Linked DNA regions of Ovis aries: region 2 is linked to region 1. A link is a contact called in public Hi-C data. All regions are on one chromosome and are shown on one strand. Each heading gives the region's core, a stretch centred on a gene start, on an enhancer-like site or on the middle of the called end of the contact. The rest is flanking DNA. Distances are from core to core; before and after follow the strand shown.

Region 1 (6,004 bases), core at 3,000-5,499:
ACAACCCACACAGCCTTCTTCCCGATAGTGTTAACTCTGCATTTTTACAGCGTAGCATGTGTGTAGTTTTTGGCTATTACTGGTGTATTATTTGGGGTGGGTGGGGTGGGGTGGGAAAGAAGGGAGATGGGTTAGGATCATTTTTGTTAAAATTTGGGGAAACGGTGAAACAAAGGAAAGAACAACTAATGATGATTGGGTTCAGTGTCCAGAATATTGTATTCTTTCAAAAAATGTCATTGGCAACCTAAATGAGGACTGTGAGAGACTGTTTAAAAGCTGTGAATGCCTGAAACTTAGAAGCCAAGGTATTCCCCTGCCTGAGCTTAATGCTGTTCCCAACAAAGGAATAAGAAGCTACCAAAGCTGCCATTTGGGAGATGGAAACTGGTTGAGGAGGAAAAGTCTTATTGGAGTGTATACACAGGCAGATCATTCTGTCTTAGAGGTGCTACTCATGAAACTGACAAGAAGACCCTTTCTTTTCCTATTGTGAAGTTACAAATATCAGCTTCTCCATCCAAGCCACTGGTGAAGTATTTAGGGAAGGGCAGAGAGTGGTATAGGAGGTAAGTGAGTAGGGAAAGACAAGGGCCGGTGCTCATAGGGTGGAAAACTCTTGGAGCCTCTGTTTTTTGAACTTTGAAACCATTGGTGGCAGGGTTCAGTCACTGACAGCACAAGTTCAAGAGTTGAATGATTTCAAAAGCCCTGGTCTCAGGAGAAGATAAATTTTCATACTGGGGCAGTGGTTCACTTTAAAACAAAACAATTTTTTTAATCCTAAGAATTAACTAAAATCCAAAACGCTGTCTTGAGTCGTGAGATCCATCAGTTGTTGACATCGTCTTGATCTGCATCTAGAACTCCATTGTAATTTTTAGGCGTGTGTTAGGTTTTTGTGAAAACTTTTGTTTAAATGTAAACTTCATATCAACACTGTCAGTTTTTTGTCTTAATAAAACTATATAGATTTATAATCCTTGATTTTTGTCTTGTCTTGCTAGAAACTCTCCTTGCCTTTTATTATTTTATAGATTGATCCTCTTTGGGAACAACCTGCACGCTTGAATGGTTTTTCAATACTATAGGCTTGAAAATCTGGTATCTGGTGTGAGTCTTTTGAGTGGTCTCACGATATTAATTTAGTATTTACTGAGCATTTACAATTTTTATAGAGATTGTCACATCATTCTGTCTTCATACTGCTCAAAATATATTTAGCAGTCTGTGACCTGGTAGCAGTTCCAAACTGTGATACGTTTGGAAACACAGATTTGGGGGTTAGCTTTAGATCCTGACTAATGTTATCATAAATTTGTATGACCTTAGCTAAAGCCAACTTCTCCGGACTTTTCAGGTATTGGTCCTGTGATTGATCAGTGAATTAAAACGTCATCCATTTTCTTAACATCATTTGCTGCCTATAATTCTAGAGCCCAAACAGAACTAGATTCTTTTTTTTGGCTGCGCTGGGCCTTTTGTTGCTCTATGTGGGCTTTCTCTAGCTGGGGCGAGCGGGGACTGCTCTTTGCAGTACACTGGCTTCTCGTTGCTGGGGGCTGCTCTTGTTGAGAGCACAGGCTCTAGGTGCACAGGCTTCAGTAGCTGTAGCATGCAGACTCAGTAGTTGGGGTGTGTGGGCTTTATTAGAACATGGGCTCAGAACTTGTAGTGCACAGGCTTAAGTTACTCCGTGGCATGTGGAATCTTCTGGATCATCCACTGCACCACCAGGCAAGTCCTAGGACTGGATTCTTGTCAGTTACAAAAGGGGAAGCAGGATTTCCACTGAGATCAATTCAGCTCTACTCAATAGTTAAGCATTTGTTCCAAATAAACTGTAGGACTTCGCTGGTGGTCCAGTGGTTAAGAATCCTCCTGAAATGAAGGGGACACAGGTTCTATCCCTGGTCCAAGAACATCCTACATGCCATGGGGCATTTAAGCGCATTCCCCACACTGCTGAGCCTGTGCACTCTGGAGCCTGTCCTCTGCAACAAGAGAAGCTATCACAATGAGAAGTCCACGCACAGCAACTAGAGAAAGCTGGGGCACAGCAACCAAGACTCGGCATAGACAAAAATAAGTATTTTAAAAAACCATATTCTTTCCCAGGGAAGACACTGGAATTGATAATGCATGCAATGAAAACTGAAGTGAAGGAACACAATTTTGTTATCTTTAAAAGCCAATTACCACACATTTCTAGACTCAAGAATGAAGGATAAATTCTTCTCAAGTGATTGTTGAAGCCACAACATGCATGCAAAAGTGTTAGGGAAAAAATAAGACATAGACACAACAAATCTTCAGTCTCCTTTCAGAAAGTATTCGTAGAGCATGTCTTCAGATGTGCAAAAACATGTCGGACGCCTTTGACAAAACTACATCATCATAGACCTCTAGCCCAAGAGTCAAGGAGATAATATTAAGTTGTTGCCCTAGTTACCATTACAGAAGAACAAGAGCTAACTAATTTGATGACAGAATCATTGTCTGACACTGGCAAAGCCAGTCAAGAGAAAATACCGTGCTCCTTTACTGCCTTTAGTTTCAAGTTAATAAATACAAAAACACTCTTTCTGCTTTCCAATGGCATTTGAAAATTTTGACTACCAATTACAAATAATTTTTAATAGCTTGAGTTTTAAGTACTTATTTTCAGATGTAATCTTATATTCCAGAACTCATTCAGACTGGAGTTCCACTGATTTTAACCCTTGTCTAGTTAGCATTGACCATATGTACACAACACATTTACAGTTTATGGTCTGTGACACTGGGAATCTGTATTATAAGGTATATTTTCCTCTTAGAGAAAGGGGGAATGCTAGAAGAAATTGCTACATCAAAATAATTTGGTGGAACTCTGAAATCCAGATTTCTGCAATGGCTCCAAATCCTGAACTACGTATGGAGCTGGGCTGTTGGAGAGCAAATGAATCTGATCAAGTCATATTAATCTGATGTGCATGCAAGTCCGCCTTCTCATAAAGATGTTCTCATTTAAAACTCAGAACTGATAGAAATGAACTAAGTCTAGGCTCAGTGTTTTCCCGCCACTAGAATTTGATTGAAATACAAATACCACTACCAGGCCAGCATTCAGCTTACTAAGTAAAAGGAAGTCTTGACTTCCTTCTCCTTCTTTCAGCATCCTGATGTTCTGGTGTGTGGTAAGAAGTTTGATATAGGAGCTTAAGATCCTTAGACAACCATCAGTCTCTGATCTGCACATCACCTTGGTATGACTGACCAGCAAGGTTTTCTCTAAAAGTTAGTGATTCCCTAGCCAAAGAGTTCAGAGTTGTTTTCTCTCTCATCTGTTTGACTTTTAATCGACTTGGCCTAGGGCCTCCTTTTGAGTAAACTGATGGGTATTGAAAGCAAATGAAATCTGGAAGAAAAAAACATCCTTCTGGGATAAAAAGCACAGTTGGCCCTGCTTGAAGAAAGTAGAGCAAGGAATGTTTCTAAGGCTTTTCTTTTTTTTTTTTTTTTTTGGCTTAGGCCAGTTAGGTGGCAGAACTCTGAGGCAAGGCTAAAACATTCAAGTTTACAATATATTCTGACTAGTTTTTCTTAATAAATAGCTAGTGTTAATTCACCAGCAGATCTGAGTCTGCATTCTGACCTTGTTGGTTTGCATAGTTTGTGATAGTACCAAAGCTACTGTTCATGCCATGAGGATTTTAAAATCCTAGTTGACTTTGACCAGTCCTGCCCTGTTTACTGTTTTGCATAGCCACAGACCAGGCTGGGCTACTTTGGGACCTGGCTCTGGGACATGGGCCTATAGTTTCGGTTACTGCTTCAGCCCCTAGCTGAAGATTGGAAGGCTTGTTGAGACAACTGAATTAGCCTCATTTAATTTCTTTAAAAGGCAGAGCCCCAACACTTGGGTCTTTTCTCCCTCTCTCCAGATGAACTAGATTTTATTTCCTTGGTTGAAACAGCAACTGGAATTAGTAACAAATACCATGTAGCCTACTCCATTATACCAGCTTTAAGACAGTATGTCTGCACACTCAGGAAGACAAGGGTTTCTATCCTACTGATTGTGAAAATACACCTCTTCAGCAAGGGCCCATATTCTCACTCCACTGGCGGCAACTTGTACACTAGATTTATGTTTCTCCGCTACTTCAGGCAGACATGAACTTTCAAAGTCCTAGATCTAATAAGGACTGGAACTCAAACCACGCATTAAGTTTCACATCCCCTCAGTCCCCACATGCTCATTCTCTACTGAAAGGTTCAGAACTGGAGGAAAGAATGACACCTCTGTGTGAGAAGTGGAAGTGAAAGAAGGGTGCTTGGTACACTGACAAAGTGACAAGTTGAAGGTCTGAGTCCCTTTCACTTCCCATATAGATCAGGGATAGGAAAAAAAGGCTTAACCACTCTTCATAATCAGTAATCAAACACGGATTTTGCTAGAGCATGTCTACACTGGGTTGTGAAAATGACCTCCAGGAAGGCAGACCCCAACCTGGTACCCCTTTCAGTACCTGCATAGCGTCAATGCCCTAGAACTATGTATTTAGTCTGAGCTTCTGAAGCTGTTGCTCTAGGTCAGTCCCTACTGGATGAGTTAAAATAGGGTGGTGGAGACACTTTTCTACAAGGCACTTGTTTTTCCAGCTACTTGCCAAACAGACCTGAAGAGCAGGTCTGCTGTAGCTGTGGGTGGTAAAAGCAGGGGTGAAGGCCGCCTAAGAGGACTCCATGGTAAGTACCTCCTCATTCAACGGCTGTTTTTAATTGTTCAGCTTTCCCCAGGACAAGCAAGGAGTCGGCTATGAAGGCCAGGTCTTGACACTGGAGCATGTCTCTAGATTTCTATTTTTCCCCTCGGTTCTGTGTGGGGTGTTTTTTTTTCTATTTTTATTGAAGATCTATTTTATTGATACTGAAATAGCCTTGGTTTCAGTAGTAAGACCTTATGTGGGGCAGAGACTGAAACAATGGATCTGGGACTTTCCTGGCGGTCCAGCAATTAAGACTCCATGCAGGGGGTAAGTGTTGGATCACCCATTGAGGAACTAAGACCCCACAAAGCCTGAAAAAAAAAAAAAAAAAAAGGATCTACTTACACTGCCTTACATAATTAAAGATGTGTGGGAAAATCAGTTTGAATGATGCCTAGAACTAAAGACAAAGCAAGCTTTTGACCCCTACCCAAAAAGACACCCAGAAGTTTGGTCCTGAGGCCTACTCATCTCCCTGTGAACTCTAGGACCTTGTGTCACTTCCTGACTCAGGTGCAACAGCTTTCACAGGCCTTACTTGAGTTCTCATATCTTCTTCCTGCTTCTTCCTGCCAGAAAAAGCCTTGAAGCTGGAACACCCACTCCACCTGCCAACAGCAAAAAGAGGTCAGCCCCACAGTAGTGCTGACCAACTTGGCTCAAAGCCCCAGCTAATCAGCAAGCTCCCAGACACAGCTGTACATCTCTCCATAAGGGGCCATGAGGGAAGGGGGTGACCAAAACACACTTTCTCAGACCAGAAGCAACACTAGCAAAGGGGAGGTAAGGCATTTTTCTCTTAAGAGCTAAAAAAAAAAAGTTTAAAAAGTTGCAAAACTAAAGTTAAAGCCTAATTGTGTACTAAACAAAAATATGTATACATGTATCTAGAAGGAATACAAAGACATTACTCTGAATTTTACTTGTCACAGTTTTCTATATATTTTTATCAGCAGTTTTTCCAACTTAATTTTTAGCCTTTTTTCCCTTTAAAATCTGTTTTATTTGGTTTACAGTCGTTTTGTTGTTGTTCAGTCGCTAAATTGTGTCCAACTCTTTGCAACCCCATGGACTATAGCACGCCAGCCTTCCCTATCCTCTCCCAGTTTGCTCAAATTCATGATTCATGTCCATTGAGTCGGCGATGCTATCTAACCATTTCATCCTCTGCTGCCTTCTCTTTTTGCCTTAGGAAACAGCTCTTTCTTGATAGGACCAACCAACCCCTTCCAACTAGGGTTGGGGGAGGA
Region 2 (6,143 bases), core at 587-3,086, 34 kb after region 1:
TCCCAGCAGTTCACCTTATCTCCTAGCTGGGTATAGTTGGGTCAAAGCCCAGGAGGAGCTGCCCACACTGGAGATGCCTGGATCACTTGTTCCCCAAGCAGTGTGGGGGCTCAGGCCTCTGGAAAGGATCCCAAATAGGAGTTTTCTTCTAACCCCTGACCCCTGCTCTTTAGGGTCCACTCTGAGGTTGTTAAGGGACACTTAAATCCACCATGGGATCTCATTCTCACCGCTGGCACAGCCAGTTTGGGCTGCACCTTGTCCCTGAGTGACCTGAGTGTGGAAAAGTCCATGCCCACCAGTCCCCTGCATGGTCCTATCTGAGGGTGCATGTGGGACAGGGCTGAGGTTTCCAGATCTACAGCCTGACTGGTTTCCCAGCTGCCCAAACTTCCTACTTGTCAGGCTTGACCTCCATTCTGTCTACCTGCAGGTCTCTCTGCCCAGACTAATCCTGCTTTTATGGAGCTTCCTGCCCTGGCACTAACTTCCTCGTGCTGTAGTGGCCAACGCTGAGATGGGCCCATGCCATTTCATGTGGGGCTCCAGGTGTGGTGCCCTTTGCTGTACCTGCCCTTCATGCTCACGCGGCCTCTCCCTTCCCCGTTGTCCTTGCCTCCTCCTACCCTGATGAGATGAATGCAGCCGCATGGCAATTTTCAGGGCTAAAGAGGTTAAGGGGCAATGAGCAGAGCAGATAAGAACAGGGGCGCTGGTGTGAGTCGTCCAAAGGATGTGGCGTTCTGCCTTACTACCTACAAGCTGGGTGGCCTAGCGCAAGATATTCTACCTCTCTGGGCCTCGAATAATCACAAGTGAAAGTGAAAGTGAAGTTGCTCAGTCGTGTCCAACTCTTTGCGACCCCATGGACTGTAGCCTACCAGGCTCCTCTGTCCATGGGATTTTCCAGGCAATAGTACTGGAGTAGATTGCCATTTCCTTCTCCAGGGGATCTTCCCGATTGAACCCGGGTCTCCCGCGTTGTAGACAGACGCTTTACCGTCTGAGCCACAATAATCGCAGGACACTCCTTATAGAGTTATTATGAAAATTAGATGAGCTAAAGCACGGAAAGCTCTTGGCATACATCCTGTTTTCCATGGGGGAAAGAATGAAGACATAGCACTTTTAATGGAATTCTTGAGTAAACACCAAGGGATGTGCAGGTAGTGAATGGGAGATGAAATAAGGAGAAAGGTAGATCTTCTCTGAGAACTGCAGGAGGACTCCAGGTCCAGGCTGTCCCTGAGAGAGGAGGGGGAGTGGGCAGGAGGAAGGGACATACAGTGTGGGATCAGCCTTCTTTGGGTGGGAGTGAGGCTTGATGGCTGGAGGGACAATCTGAGGGACATAGGTGGGGTCCGCACTGTGTTTGCATGGTGTGTGCACAGTTGCATGGATCTGTGTAAATATGGGGCTGAGGTGGTTTCACAGCAGGATATGAAAGTGAACACATCTGAGTGCAGGTGGCCTTCAGCAGAGCCTGCCCAGGAGTCCTTTGCCAGCTGTGCCACATCAGCAGCAGCTTGGGGTGGGGTGTTGAGGAATTACTGCCAGCCAAAGCTAGAGCTAGGGGTTTGGTGAGGTGTCTGGGCACAGGAAGTGTCAGGCCTGGGCCCGCCTCTGCCTGGACGTGGCACTGCGGGTGGAAGCTTGCATGGCATGGTGTGGGTGTGGGGGAGACAAGGCTGCTGCCACACCCAGGGCTGCAGATGCTGGAACCAGAGGGCAGGCTGGGCCAGCTCCCATCTGGGCTGGTTGCTGGCTACAGCCAGTTTGGGCGGCTCTTTCCATCTTGATGGCCCAGCCCCCCTTAAAGCAGGCAGAGATGAGCTGCTGCCACCTAGTGACTGGGGATTGCCAGGACATGTATCCCCCCAACCTGCCACTGCACTGTTAGTGCACTTGAATTCCAGCCAGTAATTCTCTCAACCTTCCACACCCCACCCTACCCAGGTTCTTCAGTCTGCCAAGGAACAAATTAAATGGTCGTTACTGAAATGAAGGCTGTGCATTCCAGGCTCCTGCCCCCAGACCATTCCCCCAATCCTAGCAAAAGCACAGAAACCCCAGGGAACATTAGAACCCATGCCCTCCCAGAACTGACTCCCGAGGTCTCCGGCCAGGGACTTGAAATGCAGAGATTTGGCTTCAATACTGAGTCACCCCTTCTCCCTGCCCTGGCCTGCCCTTTGGGCATTGAGAACCAGCTGAGTTGTCTTAACTCACACCTTAGGCATCCCTGGCCCCAGAGCCCAAATAAACCTGCTTTTGTCTCCTGCCAATGGTCTCTTTCTCTTTTGGCCTGGGAAGTGTGTGTGTGTTCTGATAAGGGCTTCTGCACACTGAGGCATCTTCTGGATGCCCAGTACTAGGTGTATCTTTGTGGTTGTGTGACTGGGGAGGAAGTGGGTAAAGGGAAAGGAGCCGATTTAACTTAAGTGAGGCGGTGTATGATTGTGGAGGGCTAGATATGATTGTGACAGGGTGAAAGAGTCGCGATGGGAGAAATAGTGCATTTGGGAAGAAAAGAGCAAAAGATACTACACACGTGGTGGCCGCACTGGTATTCTTCAGCTCACTTTTTCCATTCTCAGTCTCCAGAAGGGAAGGGCGTAAAGGTTTCCTCTGGACAAACTGAGGAACAGCACGCCTGTTTTTCTTGGCTTGCTCGGGAAGTTGCGCGGAAATCCAATGCTGGCATATATCCTGGGTACTAGAGCGCTGCAAGCCTGGCTAGGCCCAGATACTGGGGGTGAGGAGACACCGGCCCAGCTCCCACCTTGCATTTGTGTCCAGAGCACCTAGCGCGCCCGAGGGTGAGAACTGCAGGTAAGGAGAGGGATCCTACAGGCAGATGGGAAAGATGGAGTGACTTTCGGGGGTCACGACTCCTCTTCTCTCTCCCTGTTCCAGAACCTCCCCTTTTTCCCTTTTCTGCGTGGCGTACAGAAGTCCCTGAGAGTGTTGATAACTTTCCGATCCAGAGCCAACTGCAGATGCAAGTTCACGCCCCGCCTTGGCTCCGCCCCTAGGCGCCCACCGCGGCGGGGAGCCGGGTCCAGCGATTTTATCCACGATCCTATAGCGCCACCTGGAGGGAAAGGCGGGGAACGCGCTCCCTCCGAGTCCCGCGCCCTCTGCTAACTCCGCCCCCAGGGTGGGACAGACCCCTGCTCCAGCTAGTTAATCGCTGGCCTCCAAATTTAGCGGCAGGGCGTTGCCCTAGCAACCAGCGGGCGGGACCGGCCTTGCGAGCTCCGCTGCAGGCACTGCTCATGAATTTCTGCCTGCCGCTGCTGAAAGTGACAGACCCTGGGTGTTAGTAGAAGCGGTCCCTGCGTGTCAGCAAGTCCTACATTATAAAAAAAAAACAAAACTCTCTACAATGGATATTTATAAATGGGCCTGCCTACTTTTGTAATTAGAGAAAATAATAGTTATATAAACAGATTATAAACACTTTGTACACAACCATTCCAATAAATAATGCAACCCTGAAAAAAAAAAAAAAAGACTGTGCAGTTAAGTGCTGTAGAGTTCAGGGGCCAGTGTGGCGACGGGAAATGAGAGATTTTCCAGAAATACTTTGGCTAATGTTCGGCTTCATCCGGTGTCCGCTCCATCCACCGCCTCTAAATGACCGCAAGAACCGGAGGGGCAAATTCGCTTCCTAGTAACCCTTCGCGCCCAGCTGGGTCCTGCAATTTCAATTGTGCAGGGACTGGAATGGGAAGGCCCAGCACTTCAAACTGGCTCACCGAATACTGTGGACTATGCGGTGCTTGCCCATTTTACGGAGAGGCACACCGAGGCTCTGAAAGGTTAGAGTATTTACGACAGTTTCCACAGAGCCAGGACCGCTGGAAAGAGGCAGCTTTGTCACGCTCCCAATCCTAGGGTCGTCCGACCCGCTCGCCCACACAGGGACTACACTGGATTAAGAGGAATGAGTAGAGGGGCCCTGGTAATGCGGAGAGGCAACCAGAGAGGTGCCCTTGCCCTTTATGGCCAAAGGACTCTGGGGAGAGGGGCTGCAGCGAAGCAGCCGACCCACGCCCTCGGCGGGGAGGGGGCAGCTCAGAAGGTTGCGCGGAACCTCGGCGGCGGGGGCAGGGATCCGGGAGGTCTGGGGAGCGCTGGCAGAATGGGGGTCCAGGACTCCAAGTTTGCAGGCCTGGCTCTCCCGGGGCTGAGGCGGACAGGCCTACTGCACCCCCAGCCCCTTCTCGGCGCCCGCAGCCCCGCGGAGCCGCCAGAACCGCGGGCTTGGTTGTCTGGCTGGAGTTCTGCCCGCTGGCCCTGCCTCCCCCGCTCCCCCGTGTGTGCGCGGCCTGGGGCGCGCAGCACGCGAGGGTGGGGGCGCCGTCTGCTCTCAATTCCTGGGCTCCTTTCTGCCCTCGTGGGCTACCCCGCGGGTCTCGAGTATCTGTGGGTAAGGGGCTTCAGGGCGCCCCCTTTCCTCCTGTGAATTGGCACCGGGGACGTCAGTAACCCAGCCGGAGGGCGCACACTGAAACACTGGCCCGGGGCTCAGATGTAGGGGGGACGCTATTCACACCTAGACCGAGCTAGGAACACAGAGGTAGCACCTCCAGGCCCTTGGACCCCGCTTTAAACGACACTGAGCCGGCGGTCCCCTCTCTGGCTCCGCTCGCCCTTTGCTTTCCGGCCATTGGCTGGCAGAAAGGCTGAGCTGGTCGGATTGGCCCGTATCCAGACAGTGATGGATGGCTCCCCGCTGACTGGACCTCGGCAGGGAGGGTGTCTGCTTCGTGGCTCAGTATGGCAAAGGCGGGACCAGACAGGCCTGGGAGTGGGTTGGTGGATGAGCTGGAGATCGGGTTAAGGATCAAACTTTCGGTGCTCTTAATCTCCCTTTAAACTACAGAGGGGGGAAAAAAAAATCTTACCCCTGATTTCTCATGGATACTCTCTAATTCCGGAACCTGATGTAGGCAAAATTGAATCATTTACCCAAAGTATTTTGGGCACAACCCTACGGACCTCACTTTCACTCCAAACTGGGCCTCCTTCATTTAACGATATTCGCGCATTCCTTTCGTTCACTCAAACATTTGAGTGTTTGCCAGGAGCCGGGCAGTAGGGAAAGAAGGGAGGGAGACTGATAAGCAAGTGATTGGGCCCAGAGGTGGCAGTGGGGTGGGGTGGAGGATTGAAAGGAGAAAAGAGATGACAGATATTTCAAGGTAGAAATAACTTTTGCAATCAAATTGTGTTCTTTATTTTGATCTGAATGGTGTTAAAAATTCAGTTTGTGCTTAAGACTTGTTCTTTCCTGTAGGTATGTCATACTTCATGACAAAATAAAAAATAAATTAATCAAATGGCTGCCAGATTGTACTCTGTCATCAACATATGTATGGTCCTTATCTGCTTCCTAATCTCTTCCTCATCTCTATCAACTAAAACTGGAAAACGTCTTCGATGAGGATCCACAGAAATGAGAGTTATTGTGAAATATGTGTGGACCTTATATTGTACACACAGACCAGTGAGCTATCCCTCAGAACAGGTTCTTCAGTAAGAAAAGCAGTATTGACACAAATAATAATAATAAAAGTAAAATAATGTTTCTTTTGAAATAAGTCATTTCAATAGATATTTACTAATTGGCTGTTCCAGTTCATCTTGAAAACAATTAGAAATGTTGACACAAGAGACTATTTCTGTAGTATTTGGTAGAAAGAAGTTGGAGAAAGAGACACCGTAAAGGGAGAAATAGTGTAAGCAAAGCAAAGCAGAAGAGAATCTGTCTAGGGAACTGCAGGTAGGCACATGTAGCTGGAATGGAGGCTGTGAGTCTCTGTGGGGAGGCCTGGATATGTTGAGACTTGAAACTCCTCACTAAACAGGTTGTGACGGGATCAAGGGCAGCGTTGAATGGCATGCTAACTAATCATTGCCATTTACTGAGTTGACTAATCTGCGCTCCTTAGAAATCCTACTATCTTCAAAACAGGCTTACCAAGTAGATGCTGTTAAATTTATTTTTACAACTGAGGGCCCAGGAATTGGGATAGTTTGCCTCAGGGCACAGGTGAGATTTAAACCCAGGCTGGTCTGACTCCATTGTCCACTGCTCTTGGACTACAGAGTCTGGTTTGTATTCTGAAGGTGAT

What was found. A called contact is a pair of places that touch in the nucleus more often than the background predicts.
Region 2: a contact with region 1 is called in a Hi-C map of liver, with 2.5 times the contacts expected there. The contact joins two enhancer-like sites. A contact is called at or near these places in 12 of 16 Hi-C or Micro-C datasets (blood, hypothalamus, liver and 6 more).

The regions. Positions count from the first base shown.
Region 1 is chr11:38,146,907-38,152,910 of ARS-UI_Ramb_v3.0, forward strand. CBX1 (chromobox 1) reads left to right here. Exons shown (of 6, transcript XM_060395565.1): 6 at 1-987. Among named protein-coding and RNA genes, the nearest start is that of NFE2L1, 16 kb to the right of the region's middle. Within about 2 kb of position 4,250, at least 7 of the 54 cell types and tissues checked have an H3K27ac peak or open chromatin away from gene starts, as enhancers often do. A contact at or near this core is called in liver, where this site is marked.
Region 2 is chr11:38,183,240-38,189,382 of ARS-UI_Ramb_v3.0, forward strand. COPZ2 (COPI coat complex subunit zeta 2) reads left to right here. Exons shown (of 7, transcript XM_060395564.1): 7 at 1-2,285. Among named protein-coding and RNA genes, the nearest start is that of MIR152, 10 kb to the left of the region's middle. Within about 2 kb of position 1,837, at least 20 of the 54 cell types and tissues checked have an H3K27ac peak or open chromatin away from gene starts, as enhancers often do. A contact at or near this core is called in liver, where this site is marked.